Regions from separate parts of the Sus scrofa genome. Here region 2 is linked to region 1. A link is a contact called in public HiChIP or PLAC-seq data. All regions are on one chromosome and are shown on one strand. Each heading gives the region's core, a stretch centred on a gene start, on an enhancer-like site or on the middle of the called end of the contact. The rest is flanking DNA. Distances are from core to core; before and after follow the strand shown.

What was found. HiChIP or PLAC-seq counts read pairs in DNA pulled down with a chosen protein or histone mark.
Region 2: an H3K27ac HiChIP or PLAC-seq map of skeletal muscle shows a contact between it and region 1, with 4 times the contacts expected there. The contact joins two enhancer-like sites. A contact is called at or near these places in 14 of 47 Hi-C or Micro-C datasets (embryonic fibroblasts, epiblast stem cells, fetal heart ventricle and 8 more) and 1 of 2 datasets of contacts at active chromatin or transcription factors (skeletal muscle).

Annotation. Positions count from the first base shown.
Region 1 is chr12:48,266,292-48,271,444 of Sscrofa11.1, forward strand. It overlaps SMG6 (telomerase-binding protein EST1A), which reads right to left. Exons shown (of 19, transcript XM_021067586.1): 13 at 3,877-4,078. Among named protein-coding and RNA genes, the nearest start is that of HIC1, 100 kb to the left of the region's middle. Within about 2 kb of position 3,595, at least 33 of the 83 cell types and tissues checked have an H3K27ac peak or open chromatin away from gene starts, as enhancers often do. A contact at or near this core is called in fetal skeletal muscle, retroperitoneal adipose tissue and skeletal muscle, where this site is marked.
Region 2 is chr12:48,332,653-48,337,783 of Sscrofa11.1, forward strand. SMG6 (telomerase-binding protein EST1A) reads right to left here. Exons shown (of 19, transcript XM_021067586.1): 9 at 2,930-2,991. Among named protein-coding and RNA genes, the nearest start is that of SRR, 52 kb to the right of the region's middle. Within about 2 kb of position 3,204, at least 24 of the 83 cell types and tissues checked have an H3K27ac peak or open chromatin away from gene starts, as enhancers often do. A contact at or near this core is called in fetal skeletal muscle, retroperitoneal adipose tissue and skeletal muscle, where this site is marked.

The DNA of each region.
Region 1 (5,153 bases), core at 2,345-4,844:
AGAGTTCTGCAGTATATGCCTGGGAAATACAATGACAGGTTAGCACCAAATCAGTGTTCCTTAAGCAATGTCTTCATTGGGAAACTACCAGCGCAACAAAATTTCAACAGTTTCTCCTTAACTATTGGTTCAAATTAACTTAGGTTGCCTCTTAACATCTTTGCATATGCCATAAACTGTCTTCCAAACCAGGAGGGTAGCTGCCTTGTATGTCTGGCTCTCTCATGCAGTGTAATATCGGTGTGCTCAGCCAACGTCTGTTGAGTGAGCACCCAGACCGGACCAAACATGTGACTAATCGTGACTAGCAGTGAAACTGCTCACGTGGTTACTACAAAGTCCTTGAGGTACTTTACATTTCTTAGGAGTGAACATTAGAAGCTGTAGAAAATGTCTATCTCCTTCAGATATCTAAAGGGTCAAGAGTTCCTAAAGAGTCCCTCTGACACGTCCATTCCAATCTTCGAGGTCAGCCATGGAGATGTGTCCCAAGTGAGTTTATCATCATTCTTCACTCCTCTCTTGAGCCTCAGCTGCCTCTTTCACAAAATAAAGGTACTAATATCTACCTGGCGGGCATACTGTGAGGACTCAATGAAACACTGGACAGAAGTACCTACTCCAGGGACTGACACATCCTAGATATTCAAGAGATATTATATTTTCCTGCCGTGGAGAATAAAGCAGAGTAAAAGCAAAAGGAAGGCATGTAACATCTTATACAGGGTAGCCAGGGAAGGCCTCTCCAACAAGGTGGCATTCAGAAGGGAGGGGAAGTGCCACACAACTATCTGGGGACAGTTTAGGAGGAAAGCAAGTGCAAAGAGCCTGAGGCTTGAATGTGTGGCCTGTCTGAGGAAGAGCAAGGATGCCAATGTGACTAAAGAATACTGGGCACAAGGAAAGTAGCAGGAGCTGGGTCAGACTGTCAACACAGAAGTGACATGATCTTCTTGGTGGTTTAAAGAGATCACTCCAGTTGCTGTGCTGAAAAAAGACCGGAGAGTAGGAGGAGGAAAGAACCAGAGAAAAGACATTTCATTGACTTGAGCTAGGATGCAGTGGTAAGAAAGGGTTGCATCTGCATTTATTTTGAAAGAAAGAAGACTTGGGTTGCTGACAGATTAGATAGGGAGGTGTGAGTAGAAGAGAAGAGCCAAGAATAGCCCCGAGAATTTTTTTTTTCTTCTTTTTTTGGCTGCACCTGCAGCATATGGAAGTTCCCAGGCCAGGGAACTTCAGATAATCCGAGCCACTGCTGCAATCTACACCACAGCTGTAGCAATGCTAGGTCCTTAACCCACTGCACCACAGAGGGAATTCCAACCCTAAGAATTCTTTTTTTTTTTTTTCTTTCTTGGTCTTTTTGCTATTTCTTTGGGCTGCTCCCACGGCATATGGAGGTTCCCAGGCTAGGGGGCGAATAGGAGCCGCAACCCCCGGCCTACACCAGAGCCACAGCAACGCGGGATCCGAGCCGCGTCTGCGACCTACACCACAGCTCACAGCAACACCAGATCGTTAACCCACTGAGCAAGGGCAGGGACCGAACCCACAACCTCATGGTTCCTAGTCGGATTCGTTAACCACTGCGCCACGACGGGAACTCCCCAACCCTAAGAATTCTGACACGAATAACCCCAAAGTTAAAGTTACCATTTAACAGATGGGAAGACTGAAGAAAAACCAGGTTTGGGGGAGAGAAATTCAGGATCTGGAGCTGCTGTGTTGGACACACCTATTTCACAGTCCTTGAGGTAGAGACCTACCTTAGTCTCAGTGAGCTGCAACTGCCCGGGGCAGCCTATGATTCACACACAACCACAGGCTGAGGGCACGGACCTCTGACTTTGTATCTTTCTCTGATCAGGTCGTACACTTATCATATATTGTTTCATACTGCAAACGGTATCATACACATGTATCATATGCTCATACTAGAGCTGAGAGAGGTGAGAAGATAGGGCTTACCAAGTGTGAAACTGATTAGGTCTCCTTCCTTGCTTTGCACTGAGAGACAGCTAACCCAACAGCCAGTTCCCAAAAGCACCCTTCAGAATCAAGACCACCCTATGCTCACAGAAGAACAGTCCATGCTCGCACTCCCCCAGCCCAAGCCACGGTTGCCCAGTTTGTCAGCTCCTCAAAGCCTAGACTTCGTTAGCTGTCCTCAGCCTCACATACTACAACTCCCCATTGTTATTCCCTCCTGAGACTAAAAAAGTAGGATTTCATTCCACCTTTTCACTGGAAAAGCACAAAACGAATATTCCTCTTGAGAGAGAGAGGTTTTCACATTCCCAAGATGAGCCATTAAATGTGTCCAAAGAGTATGGGTTTTTGATATGTCAATGTCTAGAACATTTTACCTAACTACAGAGATTTAACCAAAGGGAATATATATATAAAAATTCTGCTATAAGAAGTCACTTCTCTGTTTATATAAGTTCAAAAACTCAGGCAGGAGTACCCTGGTGGCTCAGTGGTTAAGGATCTGGTGTTGTCACTGTTGTAGCTCTAATTACTGCTGTGGTGCGGGCTCGATCCCTGGCCTGGGAACTTCCACATGCTGTGGGCGCGTGGTTCAATAAAGCAAAGACTGGCTAAAGAAAGCTTAGTATAGCAGAGAATACCAAGTGATCACCGAAAATGATTCCATGTAAGAAAACATTAAAAGATATTAAATGAAAAAGCTGATTATAAATAGCATGTATAATATGACCCCCAGTTGTGTTAACAAAAAAAAGTGCTGTGTGTATATACTATTAGTTAAAAATTAGCAAAAACAGCAGTTGTGGTACCACTGGGTAGAGGGACCATGGATACTTTTCTTCTTTTTACTTCTCTCCAGTGAACATATATATATATTCTTTTCTCACTAAGAAAAAGCCAAAAAAATTTCATATTCAATATAAAATCTCTCATATTTGCAGTTTATGTTTGGAATTTGGTTTTAACTGACTTATAAAAAATCTACCCCATCTCTCTCTCTACATTTCATATGGCTCAAAACACTTCCTTGTGGAAGCAACCTGTGGACTCTCCTTGGAAGGCTCCCCTCTAGGGGATGTGACGCCAACAACTTTGCAGAGAGGTCAGTCGCCGACTTCTGCTCGGCACAAGGGACCTGCTCCCGGGGGTCTGTGGGTGCAGCTTCCCCAGCCCAGCAACCACCACACAGGAATGTGAAGCAGAAGGGACTGCCCTACGCTCCACACCTGGCCACAGACCCAACTGTTAGGCAGAGACTCAGAGTTTCACAGTCCCCACCAGGGCAACAGGCAATGGGCTTTGTTTTCTATAAACAGACAGACAAGGAAAAAGTTCAGGTTAAAACACAGTCCTCGGAGGAAGAAAAATAGAAACCAGGCAGCGGGGAATGCTTCATATTCCTAAAAGCTTTTTTTGTAAGTTAACACATGGTGTCTGCTTCTCTCTAGTCACCTATTTATCACTCTCCTCCTCAGAGAAGGGAAAAAGCCCTGGCTGTTTTCCTAGTGCGGAGTTTTGTGGCTGGGGGGAAGGCGGAGAGGGGGGAGGAAGGAGGGTGCTTTAAGCATGATGCAAACCATTTGGAGCTGAGTGAGAGCACTGCCAACACAAGCTGCACTATTTAAACAAGTGAGGAAATGATCGTATATACAACATGCCAGCGAGCGCACACACACACCAAAGGAAGTTGAGAGGGCTTTTTTTTTTTTTTTTTTTCAGGACACAGAGCTGGATGTCAGCGGCTAAAAGGTCGATATTTTCCCTTAACACCCTTCTCAATGACTTAATCATGTTCCGTTTGCACAGAAAACTTCCCAAGAATAAAAAAGTCTGGAGAATAAAGAGGAGGGGTGAATGGGGAGGGATGTTTGGCCTGGGCCTGACCTTATCCGAGGTTTTCTCCACGTAGCAGGGGTCCTGAGGGGCAGCCAGCAAGGGGACAAAGCCCGAGAGAAGCCGATCCTCTTCCAGGATAAGGAGGGTGAGGTCATCGTCCGGGTCCTTGTACAGTGGCACCTCAGACTGATTCACTGCAGTCAGTATGTTACAGAAATCAGCCAGCATTGACCACACATCCACAGCAACCCTGTGAGACATAAGGTAAGAAAAGAGCAGCTCTAAAGAGGGACCAGTTACAGTATTCTAAGCACTTGTGGCAGGGAGGTACTTGTGGCAAATGTTGTCTATGGCTGGCATCTGCCAGGAAATCTAACCCAGAAAGCTAGGATACAAAATTGTGCACTCATGGCAGTAATCTGGTGGGTGTGTGTCCATCTATGCGAAGTTGAAATTGATTAGGGGAGTTTTTAATCCTAACCAGAAAGGAAAAAGAATTTAGAGAATCAGTTGCCTAATGCAGGTCCTGTCACCTTTCCAGACAGTGTGCCTGAGACACTTACTCAAACAGTCAAGACAACCAGTGCCTGGGGCGGCTCCCAGAACTCCCCAACTCCTGTCCAGCCAAGTATATGCCACACAGACAGCAACACAGTGCCAATCTCCCTGCCTTCCTCATGGTCAGAGGGGCTGGTCACATCCCACAGACTCATATGGCTATTACCCCCCGCCCCCCGACCCTAGTCCCCTACAATGTTTAGAACTCTCCTCCTAGGAGTTCCCCTTGTGGCTCAGCAGTAATGAACCTGACTAGTATCCACGGAGACGTGGGTTCGATCCCTGGCTTCGCTCAGTGGGTTAAGGATCTGGCATTGCTGTGAGCTGTGGTGTAGGTCACAGACCATGGCTCAGATCTGGCGTTGCTATGGCTGTGGTGTAGGCCGGCAGCTGCAGCTCCAATTCGACCCCTAGCCTGGGAACTTCCATATGCTGCAGGTGTGGCCCTAAAGGGGGGGGGGGATCTCCTCCTATATACAAGTAGGAAAACAAACACACACCCGACAAACACCTCATATCTGGCCTGCCAAGATCCTCCCAGGAGGGTGAAGCTTCCCGGGCATTTCAGCAGATGAACCAGTACCAGGGCCACCTTGGTCATCCTCATCCCACTCCCGCTTCTGTCACGCACTTCTGGAAGGTCAGATATAGGGACTGTCCCAGTTTTAGCACTGAAAGCCCCATGTCACAAGAAACCTCTCAGTCCTGGGCAAACTGGGATGGCTGGTCATCCCTAACTGCATTATCACCAGGTCCTGGTTGAACCT
Region 2 (5,131 bases), core at 1,954-4,453, 66 kb after region 1:
TACCTCTGACAAATGAGATAATCTATTCATTTTTAAAGACTTCCAGAGAAGACAATTCCCGAACATCTTCCCTCGGTGAAATTTTCTTACACCTAACACAAACCTCTCCAGCTGCAACATAAGCCAATTTTTCTCTTGGTGTTGTCCCACAGAAATCAAATCTATCTGGTTATGATTCTTTCATATTTAAACATACTTAGAGTACCCCTCACAGCTGTCTCTAAGTAAACTTTTTCTTACCTTAATTTTTTAAGATTAATTTTTTCTCTCAGAAATAATTTTCTAGCTTTTTAATCATTGTGTTTTTTCTCTTCAAACTTCCTCCAAAATATATTTATTTAAACACGAGAATTTTAAAGGGGGGGGAATAAGGAACTAACTAATGCTTAAACTGATTTAAATATATATATATATATATATATATAAAAAATATTCCTACATTCCGGACCACGATTTATAACTTTTTTAGTCCCCAAAGTCTCAAACAGAGCTAGGGCAGTGGTTCTCAACCAGGAACAATTCTGCCCCACAGGCTATGTCTGGAAATGTCTGGAGACAGCTTGAATTGTCATAACTGGGCCAAGGGGAAGGGACGCTACTGGCATGTGGTGGGTAGAAGCCTGGGTTGCTATGAAACATCCTCCATGGGAGAGTCCCCTACAACAGAGAATTATCAGGGTCAAAATATCAACAATACAGAGGTTGAGTAAACATGGTATATAAAAATTTAAAGAACAGGAGTTCCCGTCGTGGCTCAGTGGTTAACGAATCTGACTAGGAACCATGAGGTTGCGGGTTTGATCCCTGCCCTTGCTCAGTGGGTTAAGGATCTGGTGTTGCCGTGAGCTGTGGTGTAGGATGCAGATGCAGCTCAGATCCCAAGTTGATGTGGCTCTGGCGTAGGCTGGCAGCTACAGCTCCGATTTGACCCCTAGCCTGGGAACCTCCATATGCCGCAGGAGCGGCCCAAGAAATGGCAAAAAGACCAAAAAAAAAAAAAAAAAAAAAAAAAAAAAAAAAAAAAAAAAAAATTAAAGAACAAACATATATGCCAAAAAAAAGGAAAAAAAGATAGAAAATACTTACTAGAAAGATAGTAAGGAAAAGAAAGATTTTTAATTAATTTATTTATTTATTTTTGTCTTTTTGCCATTTCTTGGGCCGCTCCTGCGGCATATGGAGGTTCCCAGGCTAGGGGTCGAATCGGAGCTGTAGCTGCCAGCCTACGTCAGAGCCACAGCAACGTGGGATCTGAGCCGCGTCTGCCACCTACACCACAGCTCACGGCAACCCCGGATCGTTAACCCACTGAGCAAGAGCAGGGATCGAACCCGCAACCTCGTGGTTCCTAGTCAGATTCGTTAACCACTGCACCACAACAGGAACTCCGAAAAGAAGGATTTTTAAAATGAGAATTAAGAAAAAAGGACAAATAAGGAACCACAGCGCCTATTTTAAGTGCAACACAACAGCATTCCTGCTACGTGCTCGTTTATGAAGTGATACTGATATTCCCTTACCCACCCTGCAACCGCCGCTTTGCATTACTCACGTGTGACTGGCCTGGGTCTACTAAAAGCTATTAGATCCTTCTCTCCAGTCTCCCCTAGTCAACTCATCTCTTGTAGTGATTCACTCACTGCTACAACAAACATTCTCTGCGCACCTACTACACGCCAAGGACTAGGGAGATAAGAGCGTTCAGCAAAAACGCCCGCCAGAGGAGGGCTAACTTGGGGGTAGGGGGAGGCCAGAGGGGTGCTACTGCTACTGATGCACCTAGTTTACTTTCCTGGGTAAATTACTCCACATTTATTTTTGCTAATAGAGATGCATCTACTGGCACTATGCCAAGTTTCCCAAGTCATTTCAAAATCAAGACTATGGTCATCCCGGTCACTCTTGCCCAGGCTGATGACAAATGACTACGTAACAGGCATACTTTCTAGTTCACCATCCACAAACAGCGTTTTTTCAAGCAGGACAAAGCCTTTCAGTTCTCCCACTGAGGAAACCTTCTAGCGCATTACAGATAAACTTACACGGTTATGACAGAAACTGAAACAGTGCCAACCACTGGGGGATCTATAATTCAAAACAAATCACCTCAAAGGTACCTCACAATAAAAGCTCCAACTCAGAAGATATTAAAATGCACAGAAGACCTGAGGGCATCGTCACCCACTCCTCTCCTGGACTAACGAGGCTCCCAGCACAGGGGCGCTGGCTTTAGGCAGTGAGGACAAACTCTGATCCACCAAAGGAATACTCAAAACTTGATCTCTTTCCAGGGACTCGACAGCTCAAGTAACAAGGTCTCACACTCACACTCACACACACACCCACACCCACACCACCTTCCCTGAGATTTATATGGAAATCCATGGTGGATAGTGAGACCACAGAAAAGTCTTGGCATTTACTGAGAGCAGCAACATGGTGTAGGAAACAGAGCCTAAGAGGAAAGGGTATATGGTTCAGAAGGAAGAGAAAACGCTGGAGGAAGAAAGTGTGTTGCTCTTCTCTTTAAGGGAAAATTAGAGGACAGAATTTTCCCCCAAGGAGGACCCCTGGCAGCTGCACCCAGGGACTAAGCATGACTTCCTCGAGGAGCTCACTAGGGGCTGGGCCGGAAGGCAGAGGAAAGAGAAACCCTGAGGGATTGGGGTGGGGGTTGGGGGAAGACTGTGGTTAAAGGGGGTTTTTTCGTGAAGGTAGAGAAAGAAGAGCCAGCAGGCTGGAGAGTAATCGTTCCCAAATGTCACGAGCACAGTAGGAGAGTGAGGGAAGGGAAGAGGAGAGAAGGTGGAGGCCCCTAAGAATTCACACCCTGTGCCCTCAGTTACAAACACAGTCTAGTTGCTAACAATATTAAATTCCAAAATGACTTGTAATGTAGGAAAATAAAATAAACATCCTGCACACTTACCCAATCCGGGTAAACAGCTTCCCATGGGCATGGAGAAAACTGAGGATGAACCTTTTGTTCAGCTGCATGGGAAAAAGAGAAAGGAGAAAACAATTAAACTTTCCCCAGTTTCCTGTTACTGAACAGAGTCCCTAGTGACACAATAACCTGGCCAGGGTCTAAGGGGTGGGCACTGGGGATGGGAACCAAATGAACATGCCCAAACTCTCACACAGACCCAGGGCCCATGCCCAACAGCTGTTGCTCAGCTGAGCCAAAATGACAGCAGGCTCAGCGAGTGAACAGCACCCTCTGCTGGCAGTGGTGACTGCGTGCAGGGAGCGAAGCAATGAACCCAACTAGGCTGGGTAGAAAGGGAGATGCCAGGCACTCTCTGCCATCTAGGAGGTGGCCCCATAATGATGGAAATAAAACACTGACAAGAACAGGACAGAGATGATAATGATCTTGGATAAGTCCCTAATCTTACTTATGAGCTGTTTCTCTACCTTCTCCAAAACTAAAACTCCCTTTTGGTTACCAAGGGGGAGGAAACCCACCGCTAACTAGCTCATCAAATTGTACTTCTCCAGCTTTTAAACTAAAGTTCAAATCTTTCTCTCTCTCTTTTTTTTTTCCCCCTTTTAGAAAAGCTGAACGCTGGGTTTTTATGTTAAATTCTCTGGGTTTTAAATGTTGGCTACTAATGAAAAAAATTTAAACATTAAGCAAGCCAAAAACACACATTTGCCAGCCACATCTGGCTCACATCAATGAGCTACCAAATTTGCAATCTCAGTTCAAGGTTCTAGAAAATCTATTTCTATCACAACTTAGGGAAGATATTCCTCTGAGCAAAACAAGGCAGGGGAAAAAAATGTCAACTCCCAAGAGTGGAAATAATCTAAAGACCAAACCCTGTCATCTTCCCTGGTCTCCTGGAAGCAATATGCTCTGTAGCCAGACAGGAAGAGGGATCAAGAATCCTGATCTCCAGGGAGTGGTTAGGGCAAGGAACAGTCCAGCACCCTGGATGCCTTCCCCAGGAGGAAAAAACTCTTCCGGCTTATACTCTTGCAAAACAGAACACCAACCAAATTGTGGCAGTTTCACTAATTTCATATGAAGTCGGGTGTGGAGAAAGGCGGGCATCTCATCTCACCAATGCCTCGGACCACTAACCATACAATCTTCAGTCTTTACTTTTGCTTAAACGAATTACATTGAATCAGCAATACTAGATCAAACATTGGTTTCTGTGGCTCGTAAGCTCAGGATACTTCACGGAAGGTAACCTGTCTCTACAGTGAGATGAGTCAAGGGGGTGGACGACGCTGGGTTCCATGAACAGAAGGGAAAGGTGAGGAACTGATGCAAAGTAAACGGCTGATGGTTCCACCACGTCAGTGGCAAGGCCTGGGCTAGAAGGGAAAGGAAGGTGGTTTGAAAAACTTACCCCTCGAACTTCTGCCACGTCCCTGTCGTGGGGTCTCAGGCAACTGATCTAACCTCCCTAAGTTTTTCTTTCCACCCAATGGAGTTAAGAGAACCTATATGTTAAGGTAGTGGTGCATGAGATAAGGCAAGTAAAAGCACAGGCTTGGCATGCTGTAAACACTCAACTGTCAGCCGAACATTCTCTCCCAATGAGTGGTAAAATATTAACTAGAGAATCCAGATGAAGGATATACGGAGTTCTTCATATTATTCTTACAACTTTTCCACGGGGAGGAAATTATTTTAAATAAAAAAGTAAAAAAAAAAAATTCCCTCTCTATTTTTAACTCAATTGTCCCTCTTTCCAGCTGTCAATCATAAACAGGTTAACTCATGCATAACTAAGAGGAATTTCACACATACAGAGTACTTTGGTAGAAACAGAATGATACTAACCCATCTCATTCAAGCCAATTATCATCCCCGAAGCTGCAAGGGAGTTCAGAAATTTAAACAACCTTGGAGTTCCCGTTGTGGTGAAGAGGAAACAGTCCTACTAGGAACCATGAGGTTGTGGGCTCGATCCCTGGCCTTGCTCAGTAGGTTAAGGATCTGGCATCTGTGAGCTGTGGTATAGGTCACAGGTGCAGCTCCGATTAGATCTCTAGCCTGGGAACAGCCACATGTCGCAGGTAGGGCCCTAAAAGGACAAAACGACAGAAAGAAAGAAGAGAAAAGAAAAGAAAGAAATTTAAACAACTTAAACTACTAAATGGCAGAGTTAGA